2 separate regions of the Triticum aestivum genome follow, and region 2 is linked to region 1. The links are chromatin contacts, called in public Hi-C maps. All regions are on one chromosome and are shown on one strand. The core of a region is the stretch at or near the end of the contact, and the rest is flanking DNA. Distances in the headings are between cores, read along the strand shown. Region 1 holds the start of LOC123157166 (lysine histidine transporter 1). Region 2 has its middle 51 kb from the start of LOC123157166.

The links. Hi-C and Micro-C count contacts between places; a contact is called where the count stands out from the background.
Region 2: a contact with region 1 is called in a Hi-C map of leaf, with 3 times the contacts expected there. The contact joins the enhancer-like site here to the promoter of LOC123157166 in region 1. A contact is called at or near these places in 3 of 5 Hi-C or Micro-C datasets (all in leaf) and 1 of 1 datasets of contacts at active chromatin or transcription factors (leaf).

What each region holds. Positions count from the first base shown.
Region 1 is chr7B:393,154,494-393,158,533 of IWGSC CS RefSeq v2.1, reverse strand. It overlaps LOC123157166 (lysine histidine transporter 1), which reads left to right and starts at 1,744. Exons shown (of 7, transcript XM_044575412.1): 1 at 1,744-1,951. The coding sequence starts at 1,910.
Region 2 is chr7B:393,205,368-393,209,507 of IWGSC CS RefSeq v2.1, reverse strand. No RefSeq gene overlaps it. Among protein-coding and RNA genes, the nearest start is that of LOC123157166, 51 kb to the right of the region's middle. Within about 2 kb of position 1,352, at least 4 of the 8 cell types and tissues checked have an H3K27ac peak or open chromatin away from gene starts, as enhancers often do. A contact at or near this core is called in leaf, where this site is marked.

The DNA of each region.
Region 1 (4,040 bases), core at 495-2,994:
CTCGGCCTGCTAGCTACTTTGTGCTAGCTAGCCCCACCATGTCGTTCATACAAGTGCTCCCCAGTGTATGCCCAACCGGTCCAACCCTTGTACTGCTACTGCTGGGCGCCTTCCCCTGCCTCCCCCTCGCCCATGATTGATGCACCTCGGAAGCCAAAAGTACACTGGGTAATTTCTTTTACCGAGACAGGCATATAACAAATAGCAGATGCAATTGAACTGACATGTTGTATTTGTTGATTTCCAAACTAATGTTGCATGTGTTGATTTATAAATTGATGCACTTGAACAATGAGCTGTAGTGAAAAAGAATCATGTATCCATTAAACATAAATTCTCTCCATATTTATTTCAATTTGATTTGTCGAAAAACAAGATGATGATTTCATCGATGCCCACAACAGGAGTGTCTACAGATATAGGAGGCACGCACGAAGGAACCTGTGGATCAGGTACTCTTTTGTATCCTCATATTAATTTTTGTCATATTTTGTCTATTTTGTCCGATCGTTCAACATCAAGTTTCAGTTCTACTTATATTGTGTATTCGAGCAAATATTTGGATGCTTTAGCATGAGGTATTTCTTGGGTAGGTATAAGACTTTTTCAAGATAGTCCTTTAGTTATATGATTTTAAAAAACTGAGGCTGCAATTTGAAGTTCACCACAGGCCCCCAAATTCCTGGAGACAACCCTGGCAGTAGGTGCACTTTCAAGCACGCCCACAGTGAAATTTCCAACCGAATTGCAGTGTGGAATCTGCTCCCTCGGAGCAATGCATATGTAGCAAGTAATTATGCCGGATTCCACGAGACAAAAAAAAGCGGGAATATGATTCTTGCACCGTGCTGCGTATCATAGCTAGGGCTCGCATGGAGAAGGACAAACCCAATGTGTATATATGTTTCGCCCCCCTTGTTGTATCGTTATCGTTAGAGACAACAAGTAGGCGTGATGGATTTAACCAAGCGTCCACGGGCACCCACTCAAACAAATCGTTTTCTAGGAGTAGTAATAAAAGGAAAAGAATGAACCGAATCAATGGCAAGAAGCCGGCCATGGCCGTGCATTTCATGGGCACGTCTCCCTCAAACAGCTCGATCGAATTGTTTTGTTTAATCCCGCGCCTACATACATACGCGTACAGCTGGGCATCGAACTCCCCTGCTAGCCAGCCACAGCTGCCAGTGTATGTGCTCGTGCAGTCCAAATGGCGCCAGATGCACCGATGGAGGTGAAAAGAAAATGTAGACGAATCAGGCCTTTGCGATATGTTTCTCTCTTGTAAACTTACACGCTGCGCCAAATGGGGAGCCCGTCGAATGTGAATTACTGCATGAACTGCGCTGGTCCTGGACATCACGAGGAGGAGGAGGAGTATTTTGGATCGTCAAAAAACAAGAATCTGTCGTGTTTTGATGGACCTTGGAGCACCCCTAGTGCTCTGCCGCTTCATGTCACGAGCCCCCGTCTTTCCCAAAGCCCCCGTTCCTTGGTTTTCATGTGCCATTTTCCTCAAGCTTATTTGTCTGCGTGACGAAAAAAAAAAGAAGTAAAGCCGACCGAGCGGAGCCTGACTGACTCATGTAGGCCGTAGAAGCCAGATCTGACGGACAGGGCGTCGCGCTCGGCGCAGCCAGCCGCACAGAGGGCCCGGATTGCTGCTGCCGCGCTGGAGTCAACGGTCAACCTGGCGCGATATCTGCGCCCGCGCGTTCACAGCCTACTCCGCGCGCTCCCTGCTCTGCTCTTGCTCTGCTCTATAAAGAACAGACCAGTCCGACGCTCTTTATATCTCTTTCGCTCTCTCTCTCTCTCTCTCTCTCTCTCTCTGCACATCCTCCTCTCACACATCCCCCTCTGTTCTGTTTACTCTCCATTGCTCAAGACAAGGCCCGGCCGGCAGAACATGGGGACGCAGGCAGCGGAGAACTTCGAACCGCCGGCCAAGGTACGTGCTCCCTGCTGAGCAATTAATCTCTCTCCCTCTCCCCCTCTCGCTGTTAAGAAAATTACAGTCACAAATCATCTTGTTAATCAACCGAAAAGAAGATACCCAGTAAAAGGTTTAGATAGATGGAAAGAGAGAGAATCAAGAATCTGAGTTGGTGCGAGAAGCATGGAGCCAGCTTCAGAGTCAGAGGTGGACATGACGTGAAATGGACAAACCCGGACGAAAAGGCGGGGGGCAAAAAGCGGCTTCTTGGATGCGTTTCCATGGGGGAGGAATGGAGGATCCCCTTCCGTCTCCCCTCCGGCAGCTAGTGGCACACCCACCAGCCAAAACACCATCCGGATGGATGGCCCCGCCGAGCCAGTTCGTAGCTACACCGGTACCCTACCAGTTCGTCTTCCGCACGTGAAAACAAAACCCGCCTTCCTTCCTCGCACCTTCACACTCTTGATTTCTCTTGCTACTAGTACTACTTTTTGCCTCGGCTCCTCTTTTCTCGCTCTCTAGAAGATGCAGCAATTAAATAAAAGTATCTACGTATCATGCCCGTCATACGGTCCGTGTGATTTGCGTTGCTTTGCATTAACCGCCGAATTCTGCCTTCTCTCCCCAGCTCTCTGAAAATTCCTTCTGGCCTCTGGACTGCCTGCCCTTGTGCTCTAATTTTGACTCGGCTAGAGCAAAATTCGACTCACACATCACATGAAAACAAAAATATGAACGAAAAGTCTCTTGTTGTCTCTGTCCCATGGTCCGCACGCCTTCTCTTGACTATGAAATATGAACGATCGCCTCTACTTTTCACTACTTTGTCTTGTCCTATGCTTCGGATTAGCGTCCACAATTTGCAGTTTACAAGAATTTCCATGTCGCAATTTGCACTTGATGATCCTTGGAGCCTAAAATGACCCATCAAGGCCCCCCCTACCTGTTCATTACCACCGTGAAATTTCATTGAGAGAATATTACCGTACATGCTCAATCAAGACGCCTGTTTCAAAGTACTCCCTCCGTTCCTAAATATCGGTCTTTCTAGAGATTTCAACAAGTGACTACATAGGAAGCAAAATGAGTGAATCTACACTCTAAAATATGTCTATACACATCCGTATGTAGTGGTCTATTTGAAATCTCTAAAAAGACTTATATTTAAAAATGAAGGGAGTATAAAACATTTTTGCAGTTTATAATATTTAAGAACAGAGGGTGTATTCTGGGAAGATATAAATATATTTTTCAAATACAAATATAAATATATTTTTCAAAAAGGAAGATTAAACCTCGGTCTCTGTATCCTGGGATGTGTGCAACCAATTTAGTAATGAAAATATTCGACGAGTAGACAAAAACATCGCTTACAAGTAGGTTCAGTATATTTGTACTATGCTGCTAGTATCACTTTGCTGTACATTGGAATAGCCGTTGGCATTTTGACAGCTGTTGCCATGAGATCGCATCACAGCTAACGATGGGTATAATCCAGCAGATAAACTTTGTCACAATCTCCAACGACAATATGTTAATTATAGATTAGTTGTGTCAGGAGTAAGATAACTAGGATAGTACTAACAACTAGCACTGCTACTTGCAAGCTGCTGCCACTTGGTGTAATCTTGTTTCAACTTTCAACCACAACATTGAAATCACAGGCTCACAGCCTTGTTTGATTGGCTTATTCAATTCAAAACAACATAAACAAGTGTGTTACCGTTGTCATGTGAACGTGCTTGATAAAATAAATAGATTATCTTTGCCATGAGGTGGCCGTGATAATTAAGCATCTGGAGTTTGACTTTGCCGACTACTTGGCCATGCGGCAAGTCAACTGCCGAGAAGAAACGGAATCACAAAGCACTCCATTTAACCTACAAAATTCAAAGACGTCCCGTCACTGGGTTGAAACTTTCTTGCGGATTAGCTGTCCCTTTCTTTCACTGCTCCGTGAGAAGAAAGCCATGGAAATGCAAGAAGGTTTCAACAGATTAGAGAAAGTGGATTATGTGGTACACAATTTAGATATGGATATCACTGGTTCCTACTTTTTGATAGTAGATATTTCATTTAGTAGGATTTTTGTAGAGGTTTT
Region 2 (4,140 bases), core at 103-2,602, 51 kb before region 1:
CGAGGGCCACCTCCTTCGCTTCGTCGACCGCTGGCGTTGGGGTTGGCATTCCGTCAAACAAGACACGGGGGGCCGGCATGGTGCCCGTGAACGGTGCCCGTGCCTGCTTTCTTAGCATCTCTACGGACGGCCGCCCGTCGCTGCTGGACCCGGGCGTGACGTTGAGGTCGATGACGACCGCGGGGCGCGGTGTGGACGGCGCGGACAAGCCCACCTCCGGCGACCCCGAGAAACGGGTCTGGCCGTCGTGCCTTGGCGGAGGGAAGCCGGGCGACATGGGCGTGGTGCGCGACGTCGGCGACTGGCAGTGCGTAGGCCGGGCGACCGACGAGCCGGTGCTCGCCGGGCCGACGGCCGCTGCAGGGAACCCGGCAGGACGGCCCATGCCAAGCATGAGGATGGCGTGCGCTTTGTTGACGAGGTCTTCCTTCTCGTCGGCAGCGGCCTTGCGCCGCGCGGCCTCCAGCTCCTCGCGTTGGGCGGCTCTCTTGGCCGCGACGGCATTGACCTTGACGACCGCTCTCCGTTCCCTCCTCTTCGCCGATTCCGCGTCCAACTTGGCAATCTCCTCCGGCGTGCACTCCGACCGCGGCTTCCTTGGCGCCTTCTTCTTCACCTTTGCGGGCGGGTCGACGGCCAGGCCGCCGGAACTCGGCGGGGCGTCGGCCATGGACGGGGGAGAGAGGGGGCGGCGGGAGGGACGTGGGAGGGTTTGGGGCAAATGGCGCCAAATGGGCGTGTGGGGGGGTTGGTTTCTCCCACTGACAGGCAGGCCAGGGGAGGACAAGCGCGCACGTTCCGCCCGTCCGCGCGCTGTCCGTTTCACCCCAAAACCGGCGCAAGTTTGAGCTGGGGATGGGTCGAAAGCGGACACAAAGCGGACACAAAGTCCGTTTGCGCCCGCACGCTAGGCCGTCTTGTTTGTCCCTTTTACCCCAAACGGACGGGAGCAGACAGGATAGGGTCGCGCGGTGGAGTTGGTCTTAGTGATTAGGCGGACCGCCTGCACGTTTGTGGTCGGTTTGGGCCACCGGACTGCAGACCTGCCGAGTGTCCACGTTCGACTGGATAAGGTGATCTTTTTTGAGCTGAAGGTGTACGGGGCGTCACATGCTCCCGTTTTTGCTGCACAAGAAGGGCAGCAGCGCGACGTCACTTGATTCTCTCTTCTCTTCTGACAAGTCAACACGAAACGCGTATGCGTGCGCTGGGAGCGGGACCCGCGGCGCCTTCGTTGGACGCACGTAATTGGGTCAAATCGTCAACTCGATCGTCGCCATCAAGCTGATGGATGGCTTGCGGGCTCTTCATTGCTGCAGCATTACGCCAACGGCGTATGGACACATGACAAGTTGACCATGTTGCCTCGTTAATTAACTGAATACACAATGGATTATGTATACACCACGTTATGCTTACGGCTCCCATGCATGCGACAAAATGGGAGAGGAGAGGATGAGAAGGATGCCGAACAAAAATGAAGCTTTATTGACTACTTGATCCTTGCAAAAAGTAGTACTCCCTCCGTCCGGAAATATTTGTCATTAAAATGAATAAAAGGGGATGTATCTAGATGTATCTTAGTTCTACATACATCCCCTTTTGCCCATTTTGATGACAAGTATTTTCGAAGGAAGGGAGTATTGCGGTATTACTTTTCCTGCGGCTGCGGGAAAGAAGCACTCGGTACGATGAATCAGCGACGCAGCATATGGACATGGGCATAGTGGGATGTTGGGTTTCATATCAGTCCGTGCGACGAGGAGCTCAATTCGGAACCAGAAACAAGGGATTTGACAGTGAAGCGCACGCAGGCGGAGGGATCCGCGTGCTGATTTGGTCAGAGCCCTAAGGATGGAGTCAGCAAATGTGTGCCACTCGCCTTTACGGATTTACTATAATATTCAAAGTCAAGTAAACCCCCTCCCTCTCTGCTCGCTGTCAGCAGAAACAACTTCTTCTTCTTCTTCACTGCTTGAGGCCGGAGAACTGCAGATAAATCTGTGAGTGCTACTCTACAAAACTGCGTAGGTGCGAAGCAAATTCAAACTCCTCCGGGTGGTGATCTTTGTTGCCGTAACGATCGCGTACGGATGCAACCGCGGACAATTCTTTTACCATCATTTGCTTGACTCTTGGCGCCTCTCCCTGTTTGCTAGCAACCGTCGTATATATTGTTCCATGCGCTTGTTCTCTTGCGTTTTTGGAGCGGGGTGGGTGTGGATTGATATTCACACGCCAAGTCTTTCAGATATGTACTTGCACCGAGGAATCCTCGTCACCCTTTGAAAGCCACATGCATGCATGTACCGGTTAGAAGTATTTTTCTCGCGGGCGTACATGATAGACCTAGACCAGCGCAAAAACAGACTCAGAAAGAGAGATATTTCGGACCAAGCATAATTTGCTGACAGTGCATATCGAACAAAGAGGAGCCCCTTGTCTGAATAGATTGGTGCCGCCTTGTCAAGTTTTTTGTTCGTTTGGCGAGGGTCGCCCTGTCAAGTTGTGAACAGCTTGAATGAGCGCCTGCCAGTTGCCGCATCATTCACACGAAATTCCCGAAGAATCCGGCTCTCTTTTCTAGCTAGTCTCCGTCACATGGCATGACCTGCTACTGCCAGCTAATCCAAATATATGTATCCTACCACCCCGATAATACAGAGGAATCAGTTGGATGATTTGGCCAGTTAATTAGTCAAGTATTCTTTTCGCGATCAATACTTAAGTGGGCATGCCGGTCGCATCATCACATGTACTCCCTCCGTAAACTAATATAAAAGCGTTTAGAATACTAAAATAGTGATCTAAACGCTCTTATATTAGTTTACAGAGGGAGTAGTTGCTAGCTTGTATTGCATGATTGATCGGTCCACCTCCCAGGTTTATGGGTTGTCAACCAGCTATATATATCTGGGGTCAATTTTGTTAGTAATCAAGTATATTATCTTGTTTATGGAGCACACAAATTAAGTATTCCCCGATCATCTTTTTTATTTGCGTTAAATTAACTAAATGTTGGAGTAGGGTCTTAGGGAAATACCAGGCAACTCATAATAGCACAACCTTTGCAATAAACATAAGAGAGGACTTGTACAGAACGTATAAAGTCCGACATTTCTTACATCAACTATAGCATTGGTGCGATATTCATTGATTTTTACTTTGAGCAGACGCATAATACCTCATCAGCAGATGAATTTGCAGACTATTTGTTGTTGGACAGGCATGCAGGGGGAAGCGATGGTTTTGTGTCGGCGCCCGGGTGGCCAAGGTGCCGAGAAGCGCTTATAGGCATGCCCTAGAGATTAGCTGGTGTTCAACAAACCTTGTTAATAAATCTTGGTATCGTGCTTTGTGTAAAGATTGGTCCTCGATAGATGGATATGCATCTCGGAGTATTTTTAACATATGCTAATTAAGCATGGCTCTTATGATGATCAGTGCATGATGCTGAGGTGACGTGCAGCCGAAAAGGCTACTTTGGCTGGGCGTTCACCCAATTTGCTTCCTCCTTTTCCTTTTTGGAACCCCAGAGTTAGGTAGCTACATTTTTCCAAAATGTTTGGGTCGCAAGGTGAAAGGAATATTTTATCCTCACCGGTTGTTGGCTGTGCATGAATCTAAGTCAGGCCCACCATAGGCGAGGAGGATGGAGAGTGATCTGATTGATCTCCCACTAGGAATCTCACTTTCTGTAGCCTTTTGCATGGATTTATCTGAAGCAGAAAAGGTCGTAGATGGCTAGATGCTAGTAGTATGTGACATTCATTGTACTATGATGATTCAATCTCACAAACAGGGTCACATGATGTTTGATAGTACCCTGCATAATCAGCTGCAAAGTTCAGTACTACAATAGTTTAAACCATTTGGACACGGTATAGCTAAGAGAGATAGACTACAATATAATTACAATTGAATTCCACATTTCCCCTTATTGTAATGTTTTTTTCTTCTGTAAAATCTTCCAATCAATTCATCAACTGTCGTCGCAATATATCCGTGGATTGCAAACCGTCGAAGGATTTGCTTTATGACCAATTCCTAACATTTTAGTCAAGGGTGGATCCAGTAGGGTGTAGGGTGGGGCTAGGCCCTCAATAAGATCTTGGCCCAGCCCATATACCCGCTGAACAA